Linked DNA regions of Mus musculus: region 1 is linked to region 2. Evidence: chromatin contacts called from public promoter capture Hi-C data. All regions are on one chromosome and are shown on one strand. The core of a region is the stretch at or near the end of the contact, and the rest is flanking DNA. Distances in the headings are between cores, read along the strand shown. Region 1 holds the start of Neat1 (nuclear paraspeckle assembly transcript 1 (non-protein coding)). Region 2 holds the start of Grk2 (G protein-coupled receptor kinase 2).

Region 1 (7,063 bases), core at 3,099-5,598, 1.5 Mb before region 2:
AGGGGTTCTCCTTGTAGCCCCTGCTGTCTTAGAACTTGTTCTGCAGACCAGGCTGGCTTCAAACTCACAGAGATTTGCCTGCCTCTGTCTCCTGAGTGCTGGGATTAAATACCTCGGAGCTTGGTCCCAGTTTAAATTATTTTACATAAATACGATTTACAACAGAAAGACTAAAGAGGTCTCTAAGACCTCTCGGTTTCCTGCCACCTGCCAGGTCACAGGCATTTGGGTGGTTTCAGTAATGGTCACAGACACCCTAAGCCAATGAGCACGGCCCTCCTATACAAGGTCAAGATCAGCAAGGGGGTGTCACGCCACCCACTGTGCAGCTGGCAGAAGCCGGGCCAACCTCTGTGATTGCTCAAGGATGGCACTCAGACCAAAGCCAGGTTGTAGAAGGCTCAAGGACAGCCTAGTGAGCCCGTGTGGAGCAAGCTGGGGTCCCTGTGGTGGCAAGCAGGTCCTAGCCTGAGGATGTTCTCATTGAAGAGTGACCTGTGTGCTGGTCCCAGAGGAGGGGGAAGGGAAATACGACACCAGCAGATGGCCCTACAGGAACTGGTTCCTAGGGGGGAGGCTGGGAAAGGACATGCAATTCAAGGACTATAGGAAGCAGGGCCGTTTGTGAGCAAGCACCAGAGGGGTCATGGAGGTTACTGAACCCCCAGGGTAAACGAAGCCTGTCTGCTGGGCTACAGTTCCTACCTCCTGCCAGAGCACCTCTGGGCACAGAGAACTGGGGGCTGAGAAAAGAGGAAATGGTGTCAGAAAGGTGAGCTCAGGGAAAGGTCCGGGAAGGGGAGGGACAAAGAAGCCGGGAATCCAAGACCCTAGGGCCAGGGCCAGGCTAAGTGCTCAGCAAAGTACGGGGATAAATCAGAAACACAGCCCTGGGAGCTTTGGATGGGGGCTGATACCATCTCTGTTGCATTCTGCAAGTCACGGCCTGAAGTCTGGCTGAAGTTCTTCACACGCCCAGGACACCAGCCAAAGGCTTCTGAGACAAGAAGCACACAGAGCCCACCTAATGCCCAGGAAAGGCAGGGGTCCACACCTGAGCACCCTCCTGCTGTCTGAGGACACCCCCTCAAATCCCTTCTGCTTACATCTGGTCCTCAGAGCACCCTCCGACCCGCCGCCGCCGCCACCACCCCAGTCCTCGGGCTCACATGCACTGCAGCAGAGCTGAGCTCCTTGTTTGAGTCAGTCCACAAATATTTACCAAGAGCCCGCAGGATTCAGAGTGACCTTTAGAAAATATAAGCTGAAGTCATCCACGCTGGTGCCCACGTCTTGCCAGAGCTGTGGGCTCAGAGATCTAGGACACACTAGACAGAAACCCTGCCCCCACAAATCAAGTTGGGGGAGGGATGGGACAGACTGACTTATTGCTAGAGCTCCCTTGAGAGGTGACTTTGCAGCCCTGGCCTACAAGAGCTTATGATTGTAGGGAGACAGGGAGCCACTGGGTGAGATCTGTTTTCATAAAAAGAGTTCACTTCCAGATTTTTGCAACAGTGGGGGAAGGGTGAGAGATGGGCCCCTTCCCACCAGAAGAGCCTGGCAAATTTGGGGCAGGGCTTCTTTATCGGTTCCAGCTCCTGCCAGGGCAGTGAGTGCGGATGGGAAGGCTTCCTGCCAATGCGCAGTGACTGTGCAGTTTCCTGACCCGCATGTCTCAGGGCTCAGTGTGAAGGAGCCCGGGCAGAGGGGCCTCTGGCACCAGGAGAAGCACAAGGGAACCTAAAAACACTACAGCCTAGAAACTGGATCCATGGAGGATGGGGGCTGGAGTTCCAGAATATTCTCTTGTGGTAGCAATACTGGCATGGCCCTGCCTTTAGGGCACTTCGTCCCTTCTCTCTATTCCAAGAGATTTTGTAGGAAATTCTGAGTCTGCCTGGGTCTGGAAACAACAGGGCTGAGCTGACTTCCAAAGAAGATGAGGCCAGTGGGGGGCTGCCAGGTCCCTGAGAAAGAAATTGGAGCGTGCTCCCCCTTTAATCGGACATCACAAAGAGAACCCCATTTTGCTCTTTGCCCTCCATCCCAGAATCCCATAGCTGGGAAGGGGCATGCCTTAGAAACCAGGCAGGCTCCTCTGGCTGTCACCCCTCAGCCCCACCCACAGACCTGTTTACCACAATCTCCTGGAACAGCTTTTTTGATTGGGGGAGTTGCTGCTCTGCCCTAGTCCTTCAGTGGGATGGAGGTCCTCTGTGTGAAGGAAGAAACTCTGGGTATGTCCACCAGCGAAGGGTGGGCACAGCCTCGGCCCTAAGGCCTCCTCACCTCTCCCCTCAAATACATTGTTTCCAAAGAAAACTGTCCTTGAAGGCCAGGAGCCTCTGACACTGCCATCTTGCCCTTGAGAACTGGAGACAGTCCCTGGGCTGCTGCAGACTTGTGAGCACACAAATGCTTCATCTGTGCGTGACCAGGCGACCTAGCTTTACACAGCCCTAGGCTTGGTGTGTTACCAATTAACCCTGTTCCTACTAATTCAAAAAAAAAAAAGTCTCAAAAGCTGTTCCTGGGACTGAAGAATAATATGAAGGGAAATTGAAGGTGGTTGAACAATTGCCTAAGCACCTCAAAGTCAGAAAAGACTGACTCCACAGGCTAGGCCCGCCACAGGGAGCCCCTCCCTCCCTCCTGCTTTCATAGCCGCCTCCTGGCATTCTAGAACATTTTAACAAGCAACTCCCTGTTCTTGCAGGCAGTCACCGCCACCCACCACCGACACTTGGAACTGATGCCAGGCGGACATAGTGGTAATGTAATCCCAGCACTAAAAAGGTTGAGGCAGGAGGATGAGCCAAGAAGTACAGGCCAGTATGAGACAAAATGAGACCCTTTCTGGAATTAAAAAGAAAGAAAGATAAATAAAAGGCTGATTAGGTTAGCCCTTGGAGAAGGGTGAGGCGCAGGAATCTACGTGGCATAAGAACCGGTGAGCAAGCCAGCACTTGCCACATAATCACCCTCTGTGCTGGTCACATGAGAGAGAGAGTCACCAGTTTTCCGGGAACGGGAGGGTGCAGTCTAGGCCGGGCCTTGCTTGCAGATTCCATATGCTAGAGGCCGGAAAACAACCCCCTCCTTCCCTCCTCCGGGTTGCTAAGGGAGCCTGTTGTCACTGGGTGGTTTTGTTTGTAGAGTGGGTGTCGAGCCTGGGAGGAGACTTCCGGGCAGTTAATTCTGCCAGCTGCCTTTTTCATTCTGCGTGCTTGAACCAGCTTTTTTATTTTGGGGAGTATGGGGGGGGGGGGATGTGGAGGCAGGTGGCAGAAGAGCTGAGTAGATGCTTCATGGCGGGGTGGGGTGGGGGTGGGGGGTTGTCAGACTGTCCGAGCTCCTCACTGACATGGGCGGTGACAATTCCCCTTTTCAAAACCCTCACTAAGCCCTTGTTTGTGGACAACGTTTGCTTTTGGACCTGTGCTGGACCCCACCCCAAGTAGACAGCCAGCCTGGCTCCCCCAGTGGTCATTAAACCCACGCCTTGAACTCCACCATACACTGTCGCAGAGAAATGCAGCTTAAAAATATTTTTTCTCACTATACCACACCCAAAAGCAAAAATGTTTTCTAAAATCACTTAACTGTACTGGGCGCTCTTCAACCATAAACATTACATACACACATTCATTCTATATGCATGTGTACCATACAAAAGTCTTGCTTTATCATAGCTTGCAACCACCTTTCCCGCAATTTAATTAACCTTAGACGCAATTAAGCATTCCACCCAAGCTGCTGGGATAGTTCTTCCCCACCCCCACCCTGCTGCTGCCCGCACTGACGTCACCCTGCGAGCAGGCGGCGGCAACGCCCGAGAAGTCACGCGCCCGGTCCCGCCCCAACCCCCCCACCCCTACCGCCTGACGCGCCACCGCAGAGATCCCTCCGCCACCGAGTGGAATTTTCCAGGCTTTCTGCCGGCCCTACTTTCGGACCTCGTCGGGGCGTGGTGACCTGAGGCGACCCGTGTACTTTTCCTTCAGCGCTGACATTCGGTGTGACCCTCTTCCCCAACAGCTGACCCTACCCTTCAGCAGCAAAGGGGACTTACTTATCCCCGGTGGTGTTCACCGCCCAAATATCATCTTTGGATATGCCCTTCATCCTGTGACGCACCGCTAGGAGCAGAAAAGGATCATTGAGCAATCTGAGGGAGTGGCGGTTGACGGAGGCCATGACCCGCCCCTCGTGGGCTCCTTTGGCTCTGTGGCTAGGTCGGGGAGGAACTTTTTTTTAAGTGCCCGTGGAGGAATCGTTCCGTTTAGCAGTGTTTGGGTGACGCGACACAAGAGTATAAAAGCAAAAGTTGTAACCTCCACCTGTAGGAGTTAGTGACAAGGAGGGCTCGCTCTTGGGGCTAGTGGTGGGGAGGCAGTGGCCAGTTCAGGGCTCAGATGAGAGAGGTGGCAGAATTAGAGGCAGCCACTAGGATGGGGGTGCGAGGAGAAGCGGGGCTAAGTATAAAGGAGACTAGATTTTGGGACAGTGGACGTGTGGAAGGCAGCTTCCAAAGCGCCTTTAACAATCCACAAAGAACCAGCAGCTTTCAAGACCAGGCTATCCCTGCTGTCTGCTGGCACTTGACGTCCAGGAGGGCACAAGTTTCACAGGCCTACATGGGGGCAGTGTCCTAACTTGAGTGGCAGAGCAGCAGTTGATGGAGACGGGTGGACTGGGGGCCCTTGAAGGCCCCGGAAATCATAGAGGACAGGCAGTGGGGCAGGACTAGGTGCGTAGTGGAGGTCGCCTTTGATCTTGACAAAACCAGCAGACCCCTTTTTTTCCAGATAAGGGGTTGTGAACCCACCTGGGGATGAGGCCTGGTCTTATGGAAGGTGGACTTAGCTTCGCTGGGCGGACAGCTCTGGCCCAGGGTGGTATGTAATTTGGGTGTGGCCTGTCTGCACCCACTTCGGGGTGCGAGGGGAGGCCGGAGGAGGCTGCAGAGACAAGTTGTTTTTACTGTCAGGTCTGCCAGGCGGGGACCATGGAGATTGAAGGCGCAAGTCTTGGGGCCACATTAATCACAACTTTATTTTTCAGATAGCAGTGCCCTCTCTGGACTTTGCCTAGGTTCCGTGCTTCCTCTTCTGTGGTCTCACTCTTCCCTACTCTTGCCCCTCACTCTGAGGTTAAGGGGTCACTTAAAACCTTGCCCCTGGGTCGTCCGGTAAGCCTGTGGAGGATGTAGAGTCGGTGCTGGAGTCTTGGGCACGGCATTTTGGTAAAGGTGGAGGACACCCTGACTGGGCGGGGAGGGATGGTGTTGATTCACAGAGGGCGGGACGTGAGTGTGGACCCTGGGGTGGGCTCACAGCCATGTTTCCGGTCACCCAAATGCTTCATGGACGTGGTTTATCACTATAGTGTTCACCATGGCAAGCAGATGGCACCAGGAGATATGGAGCCCCTGCCAGTGTGAGTCGTAGCAGTGCAGGAGGGCTCACCCTGGAGGAGACAGCGGCCTCGGTTGACGCCTACACAGTGAATTCCAGAGGCTTAGGAAGCGCGTCCCTGCCCTGGGTCCAGGCCTTTCTCAGGAAGCCCTGTGCTCAGGAGGCCATCGTTGAAGTCAGCTTGTAGGGGGTGGGCAGGTGCTTCCAGCCGGAGGGGCCGTCGGCTGTGAATGTTCCAGATGAATGTCTTGTTCTGGGAGCATCATTCTTTGCGGATGCATGAATGGCAGCAGGCACCCTTTTTCATGGGGGTAGAGGCGTTCGACTGCTGCATCTTCTAAACAAGCCTCCATCCAGCCTTTGTAGTTCTGTGCTGCGAACTTGGCCTCGAGAAGATTGCGTAAGGTGTAGGACACTTTAACGTCTGCGCAGCGTGCTGCACTGTAGATCGGGACCCCAGTGACCTCGCCCACCTTCCCTGCTTCTGCAGCCTGCCTGCCTCTGCATTGGTCAGAGGGATTCTTAACTGAAAACTTGTGGGTGTTGGGGAAAGCTGTTGGGTTGTAAATGACTGGTGTGGAGGAATCTTCCTTAGATGGAGCTGGTTGTAAAATGGGTAGGGTTTGTGGTTTAACAGTGGGAAGGCGCAAGTTAGCCACAAATTCTGCCGACTTGGTAGATGCCGTATCTAATTTGGGCTTTGGGACGTCTTCTGGACTAAAAGGGATCCGTGGGCCCGAAGTGGTCCCTGGGAATGGTCTCTCCCAGGGTGTGGATTTGATACTGGGTGGTTGAGTGGCAACAGTGGTTCTGGCCCCTTTTGTTCATTAGCTTTTATGACTTAGGGCCTGGCTGTGTATACCAGGCTGGCCTGGGTTCACAGCCCTGCTCAGATGACAGTGTCCTGAAACAATGGCCTTCCAAGGTGAAACCTGAGTTATGGATCAAGCTTGGGAATAATACTTTTGGCACCAGATATGGGACTTGTGGGAGAAAGCAGGGCTCAGCTTGGCATTGGTGGGTTGAAGGAGTCGGGGTGCGGGTGAGGATTGTGCCTGGAACCGTGGGTTGATGGGAATAACAGTTTGGGAACTAAATAGTTCACATGAAAATCTAAAGGCTGATGGTAAATCCCTGCAGGTGGCACTACTTTGAGATGCAGTTGCTTGGAAAATACCAAAATCCTACAAGGGGAAGAGCAAAATTGTTTTGCTTCACTGTTGAATGGGGAAGGGTGACATTGAAAAGCTTTTCTTAGTTGCTCAATAGATGGTTGTCACTACCCTGACCTAGGCAGGCCACAGGGGTGGAGCCTGGTGGGGGGAAGCTGATTGCCAAGAAGTGAAGCTGGGGAGGGGCTTGTAAACGCCTCCCGTTGTGGGCTCTGAAACCATAGTATGGGGAGGTTGGCAGACTCTTCTGGGTCTCTATTGAAATTCTGTCATACTGTGTGATTAAGAATTCCAATGCTGCTATCTAAAGGAATTTCATATGGGAGTCATGCCTTATACAACACATACAGGAATTTAATGTGTGAGCCATGCCTTCAAAACACATCTTGAATTTCTGGAATTGGCCAGAAGACAACAGGGTTTGCTTATTTAACCTTTCAAATCAGTCATTGTGACAAGGGGACAGGGTCT
Region 2 (7,053 bases), core at 2,408-4,907:
ACTGAAAGGATGGCTGGCATCTCCAAACCCACACTCAGACTCTGCTCTGACAAGTTCTTCAGGCAGATTTTTTTTTTTTTTTTTTTTTAAATAGGAACTGTTCCAGAAAACCCAGGCCAGGGTGGGGCTGTGCTCTTAGGCCCAGTCTCAGAGAGTCAGGGCAGTGCTTGTGTGAAGGTCAGGGGCACTGCTTCTGCTGTAGCTGCTAGCCCTCTTCTGCTTCACATTTCATGTGTTCAGGAGTGTGGTCACTCATTCATTCATTCATCAAACATCAATGCTTGTCTGAGTCTAGGCCTGAAATGAGCCAGGAACAATGGAGAGATGATTCAGTTGGCTAAGTGCTTCCTTCAATCTTACTTCAGTCCCTCATACCCACATAAAAAGCCGGTCTGTGACACACAGTTACGGTCCCAGCACTGGGGTGGTGGAGATAGGTGGATTTATGAGGCTTCATGTCCCACTTGAGAGACTCTGTCTCAAAATAAATGAACTGGGTGGTTGGAGAGATGGCTCGGTGGTTAAGTGTTCAGAACATGTACGTGAAGGCAGGCATGGTGGCACATGCCTTTAATCCCAGCACTCGGGAGGCAGAGGCAGCCGGATTTCTGAGTTCGAGGCCAGCCTGGTCTACAAAGTGAGTTCCTGGACAGCCAGGGCTATACAGAGAAACCCTGTCTCGAAAAAAAAAACCTAACTAACTAACTAACTAATTAACTAATAATAATAATAATCTTAAAATTAATTAAAATGAGTATATAGATGGATCCTGAAAAATTATATATAAGATTGACCAGACACATACCTGCACATAGCATGCATGCACTCATACTCACAGAATATGCACACATACTTGTAACACATATGTTCATATGCACACAAGAGAGAGATGACCGCCGGGCGTGGTGACGCATGCCTTTAATCCCAGCACTCGGGAGGCAGAGGCAGGCAGATTTCTGAGTTCAAGGCCAGCCTGGTCTACAAAGTGAGTGCCAGGACAGCCAGGGCTACACAGAGAAACCATGTCTCGAAAAACCAAAAACCAAAAACAAAACAAAAAAAAGAGAGAGATGACCATGGAGCATCAATTACAGTGGAAGTCAGTGGGTATCTCTCCTCATATATCAACATGCCTGACATTCAGGTGTAGAGATGTTATGATGTAATGGCTGCCTTCCCCCAATTTATATGTACAACAATGAATGTTTTGATTGACGATGGTTTTAAATGAAAGCAATATGGCCTGGTAGTGTTAAATGTAGAATGGAACATGCATACAGTTGGGGTCAGGGCATCAGGGCGTGGGTCTGAAAGGAACAGCAGGATTGGTTATGGAAGAAGGCACATAAAGGGGCTTCCAGGTCCATGGAAAAGCAGAAGCCCAAAGTGAAGAACTAACAGAGAGAGGAGATTCTTAGGGGATGGCAGGAACCAAGCTAAAGAGGGCAACAGGACTCTACCATTCATGCTTCAGTTTAAGAGACTCGCCAGCCTGGCGCTGGTAGTGCACGCCTTTAATCCCAGCACTCAGGAGGCAGAGGCAGGCAAACTCTGTGAGTTTGAGGCCAGCCTGGTCTACATAGTGAATTCTTGCACAGCCACAGCTCCATAGCCCTGTCTCAAAAACGAGAGAGAGAGAGAGAGAGAGAGAGAGAGAGAGAGAGAGAGAGAGAGAGAGAGAGAGACTGTTCACCTAGGCCACTAGGGTGGTATAAATCTCTATAAGTTCAAGGCTAGCCTGGTTTACATAGTTAAGTTTCAAACTAACCAAAGGCTACATGGTGAGACTCTGTTTCAAAAAAGCTAAGCACAGGTTACTGTTCAACCGAACCTGGCTTGGGCAGCAGAAAATTGGGGTCCAAAATGTCCCCTTAAGATTTTACACTTTTGACAGGTGGTGGTGGCTCATGCCTTTAATCTCAGTACTTGGGAGGCAGAAGCAAGTTAATCTCTGAGTTCAAGTTCAAGGCCAGCCTGGTCTACACCCTGTTCCAAGACAGGGATACACAAGGAAACCCTGTCTCAAAAAAAACAAACAAACAAACAAACAAAACCAAAGGAGACTTGGCAGTCTCAGGTGGGTATAGTGGCACACACCTTTGACCCCAGCGCTTGGAAGACAAAGGCAAGCAGATTTCTGAGTTCAAAGTCATCCTGGTCTACAGAGTGAGTTCCAGGGCAGCAAGGGTTACACAGAGAAACCTTGTCTGGAAAAACCAAAACCAGAAACAAAAACAGGACTTTTCACTCTTGGTAGCTCTGGGGCACTAGACAGCTGTTGTTTGGCCTTGAATGTACAGTAATCCCATCAGATCTAGATTTGGGGACAGCCATTCTGGTCAGAGCCTGTATCAGAGGGCAGTTTTAGGAACCCTGAGAAATGGACAGGTCAGAGGACTCTCAGGAGGCTGTAGTGGTGACCTAGGAAAGGAGAAGTAGAGGCAGGATCTGTCTAGAGATGTCGTCCGCTGACAACCTTTCTCCCCTAATAGGATTTGTTTTCTTCTGAAGGAGTCAAGAAGTCAGGGGAGTCGGGATACTTGCTTTGCTGGACACGAACTGGCAGGAGAATCAGGTTCTAAGTGTCCATGCCTGGGGTGGGAGTGTCCTGGCAGCCTGGAAAGCAAAGAGGTGCTCTAGAGAGGTGTGCAGTTTAAATTGCTTTCACTCATTTGCTTAAGACGGGGTCTCACTCTATAGCCCTGGTTGGCTTTGACTTTACAGAAAGACACCTGCTTTTGCCTCTCGTGTGCTAGCCAGGTAAAGTAGACAGGAGTTGGCCAAGGAAGAAGGCACAGAAGGGCTCAGTGGGTAAAATGTTTGCCACCAAGCCTGAGGACCTTGAGTTCCATCCCTAGAGACCCATGTGGTAAAAAGAGAGAACTGATGGTCAAATTGTCTGTCCTCTAACCTCCACATGTGCATACACAATCAATCAACTGATCAGTCAATCGATCGATCAATTAATGAGTTCGGCGTTCATCAGAGTGTGGTTTAATGGACTATGCCTTTAATCCATTTCAGCACTTGGGAGGCAGAGGAAAGCAGATCGCTGTGAATTAGTGGTCTGCCTGGTCTACATAGTGAGTTACAGACTAGCCAAGGCTACACGGGGATACCCTCTCTAAAACAAGAACAACAACAAACGTTCATGTCAGGAGTGCGGCCCAAGCTCTGAGTCTGGGGTCCTGTTGGGAGTTTGAAGTCAGGATTGTCATCTGGTCAGGTCAGGAGTCAGGGGTGGTAATGATGGTGTGACTCTGAGAGAATGTTCAGAAATTTGAGTATAGGAGTCTTGGTCGGTGTCAGGATTCTTGTTAGGACCCACGGTCTTGGCCCTAGTGGAGCGTGCAGTCTAGCATGCTGAGATGGGATCCGCGTTTGTGGTCATGGCTTGGGGTCTGAGGTCATCCTAGAGTCCTTGGTGGAAGACTCAGGTAACAAACCAGGACTGAGACCCGTGTCTCGGACCCGAGCGGTGCAGCCTCTAGGGGGCGCTGTCGCCTGCCCGCCCGCCCGCCGCCCGCCCGGCTCGGCCCCTCGGCGGCTCGCTGGCGCTGTGCGCGGCAGGCGGGGCCGGAGGCGGCGGCGGCAGCTCCGGGGCGCGGGCGAGCGGGTGGTGGTGGTGGTGGCGGCGGCGGCGGCGCCCCGACTGCAGTCCCGGCGGGAGCGGAGCGCGAGCCGGGCCGGGCCCGAGCCGGCGCCATGGGGCGGCGCCGCCTGTGAGCCGGCGACGAGCGAGGACCGGGCGGGGCGGCGGCGGCGCCGAGGCCCACAAGCCGCGCGGGCCGGGCCGGGCCGAGCGAGCGGGAGCGGAGCGGAGCCTCGGGCGGCGGGAGGAACAGCGCCGCCGCCGCCGCCAAGATGGCCGACCTGGAGGCGGTGCTGGCCGATGTGAGCTACCTGATGGCCATGGAGAAGAGCAAGGCCACGCCGGCCGCGCGCGCCAGCAAGAAGATCCTGCTGCCAGAGCCCAGGTGAGCCCGCCTGTGCCGGGCCCCACGCGCCGCCCCGGGATCCCGTGCCCTAGGGACCCCCTCCGCCCCAGGTTCCGGGGACCTTCTGCCCCAGGACCCGGGAACCCCTTCTACTCCGGGGACCTTCTGCCCCGGAGACCCCATTATTCTGGCCGCCCCAGGACCCGGAGACTTCCTCTGTCCCTGCCGCCGCAAGGCTTGGTGTCCGCAAGCCCTGGGCGCCCCAAGTCCAAGCTCCTAGCCCTGGGCCGCCCTGCCGCTTCCTGTATCTCACTGCCCGGCCTGGTCGCTGTCAGCCCCTGACTCTGCTGCAGCCTTCTTTCCACCCTGATGCTTGGCTCTGCCCTCTACCCTCTCGTGTTCCCTTGTGGTTCCCTTCCTCAAGTCTGCCTCTGTTTACCCGATTGTATCACACAGTCTGTTGCTCCCGTTGGTATTCCACTACCCTATCCACTCCCCGTGGAGTGGGTAACACTCTTGTGAGGTTTGTGGAGTGAAGAGGACCAATTTGAAGACTTTTATTTATTTATTTATTTATTTATTTATTTTGCCTTCCCCTATGGTGGGGTCACTATGGGATTGGGTTTGAGAGTGCTTTCTGGGGACAGTGCAGTGTACCATTCCTGAGGGCTGCGCTCCGGTGGGTGAGGGAAGTCCCTACTTTACCCTTTTCCCCACTTGTGGTTCCTTATGGGTACTTTTGACCAGGGGACCTCCCATCCTACAGCAGATGGACCATGCTGCCACCTCTCTACAAGACAACTGATGTCATCGCACCTGGTATCAAAGTTTAAACTGTCCAGGATGTGGGTGCAGAACAGGGCAGGATGTGAGAGGTGTAGCTGGGGCTTGTCCAGTATATTATGGTAAATAGACTTATCTTCCTATTTGAGCTGCACAGGAGACCAGAGAGCGAGTGAGACAGGTGTAGTTTTGTTCCCATAGAACAAGGTGTGTGTGTGTGAGAGGGGAAACAACTCAGACTGGAATGGCTTGTGCAGTGTCACCTGGCCTCCACATCAGGGCTCTCAGCTTCGAGTTTTATGTTTTGTCCTGACCTGAAGGGTGGCCTGGACGTCTGTCCTGCATCTGGAAGAGGAGATGTGTCCACCCACCAGGATGCCTCCTGGTGGGTGGTGAGGCCAGTCCCAGTAGCCTCCCATGCCAACTCCTTTAACAGCCAAGAGTTGGCCTTGATTTTACTGTCATTCTCTGTGGTAGAACATGCTCTACCCCCAGTGGGCAGTGTGAAATAGGCCTCTGGTGTCCTCTGTCCTTAGAGCCAGGTGGGCAGGTTGCGGGCTTGCTGCTGTGCCTGTCACCGTGCCCCCTCCTCCAGTGGCTGCACACTGGGTTTCAGTTTGACTGAGAACCAAGCCCTGTAGAGGAAAAATTGGTCTGTGTTTTGAAGAGGCCGTTGGGCCCCCCTTTTTTCTAAGACATTTGCAATCAGATTTCTCAAAACAGGAACTAGACTGAGTGTCAGCTGGGGCTGTCTAGGGGCAGCAGCAGTTAGGATGAAAATGAGTTCAGAAATGACAAAACTTAAAGGGAAGAGTGGGGGAGGGGCAGTCCGCATCTTGGGCTTGTAGTGCTCTCCTGGGCGGCCACAGCCATGGGGTTCTTCTGCAGGTGGAGGTCTGCAAAGTTTAAGGTGGTGCCTTTTCTAGAACTCTCTGTGTCTGGACAATCTTTCCCCAGAATGCATTGCTCCTAATAGACCCTACCTCCGGTCGTCTCCTTGCTGGTGTTCAAGAACCCTGAAAAACGAGCTGTACCTCTTTCTTTTTACCTTTTCATATGGTGGCAGTTGTGATGTGATGTGATTGAATAAGAATGGAAAGTTTAATAATTCATTATTTATTTTGACATCTGTCATCTCAGTTGATCCAAAAACCAACATGTGAAGTTGGCAAGGCCAACAGTACCAGGATGGGGTAATAGCTGTGAACAAAATTGCAGCAGGCTGTGAGTTTTAGGAAGCGATACCACAGGTGCAGGGTCACCATCAGTAGGATGTTGTTGGGCCAACTGCTCAGTCTGTGAATGGTTAGGAGCCTCTAACTCTGCCCACTGGTATGCTCAGACAGTCACCCTGCAGTGCTGTGGCCCTAGGCATGCAAGCCTCTCATGATGGAAGGCAGGTTCCCTACGTGGTGACGCGCTCTGCACACTATTGAGGCAGGTATCTCTCACCCTTGAAGGTAGTTGTGATCGTGTCTCATGTGTGCCCAATATATCCCAATCTGTGAAGTGTCTTGTCTTCACAACTCTGGGACGCTGGCTGACCCAGCAGGTGGTATTTCTTCATTTACTAACCGAGCTTTGAGGCTTGTCACACAGAAGATCTGGGATTGGGTCACAGGTCCTTGGAGTCCCAACCACAGTCTCTTCCTGTCAGTGCTTTGTCTCTTTCCCCCACTCCCATATAATTGGTTTGTGGGATGGGATGGCTGAAACCACTTGTCGTGGGAGCTGTGGGTCTGGGGTGGTGGCCTGAAAGTAGCAGGGCAGTTTCTGGCATCATCAGCTGTCACGGTATACAAGACCCAACCCTTCTGCCATTTGCTGAAACACAGGCTGCCCTGGCAAAGCTAGTGTGTAGATAGGAGGGACAGCTCCATGTCAGGGCCTCCATCACATACAGGGCCCTGCTTCCTTCCCCACCCTAAAGCCAGCGTCAGGTAAAGAAGCAATGGGGTTCGTTCCTGTGCCAGTATGCCAATAGGAGTTGTTTCCACTTTAGGGTAGGCCATCTTGGCAGCCTCTCTGTGACTGGTGCCCAGGGTTGTGGCTTGGCTGAGCTTGGCTGGCATCACAGCTCTTATTTCCCAGGGCTGGGGACTGGGAACTGTTGGGCTTTGTGCCACTGTAACTTGGCAGAAGCATCTCCCCTTCCTTCTGTCACCTAGAGGATCTGGGGAAGCAGACTCACCCAACCTTCTCTCAGGAGGGGACACACGGGGGTCCTGGCTTCTCTCTCAGGAGGGGACATGGGGGTCCTGGCTTCTCTCTCAGGAGGGGCGCTGTATGGATAGATTCTTACTCCTGCAATTCTGGCTCACACTGGACCCAG

What was found. Promoter capture Hi-C pulls out the DNA fragments that hold promoters and counts their contacts.
Region 1: a contact with region 2 is called in a promoter capture Hi-C map of pre-B cells, with 4 times the contacts expected there. A contact is called at or near these places in 1 of 39 promoter capture datasets (pre-B cells) and 1 of 130 datasets of targeted methods (double positive thymocytes).

What each region holds. Positions count from the first base shown.
Region 1 is chr19:5,842,763-5,849,825 of GRCm38.p6, reverse strand. It overlaps Neat1 (nuclear paraspeckle assembly transcript 1 (non-protein coding)), which reads left to right and starts at 4,348. Exons shown (of 1, transcript NR_131212.1): 1 at 4,348-7,063.
Region 2 is chr19:4,302,826-4,309,878 of GRCm38.p6, reverse strand. Grk2 (G protein-coupled receptor kinase 2) reads left to right here and starts at 3,657. Exons shown (of 21, transcript NM_001290818.1): 1 at 3,657-3,977. The coding sequence starts at 3,865.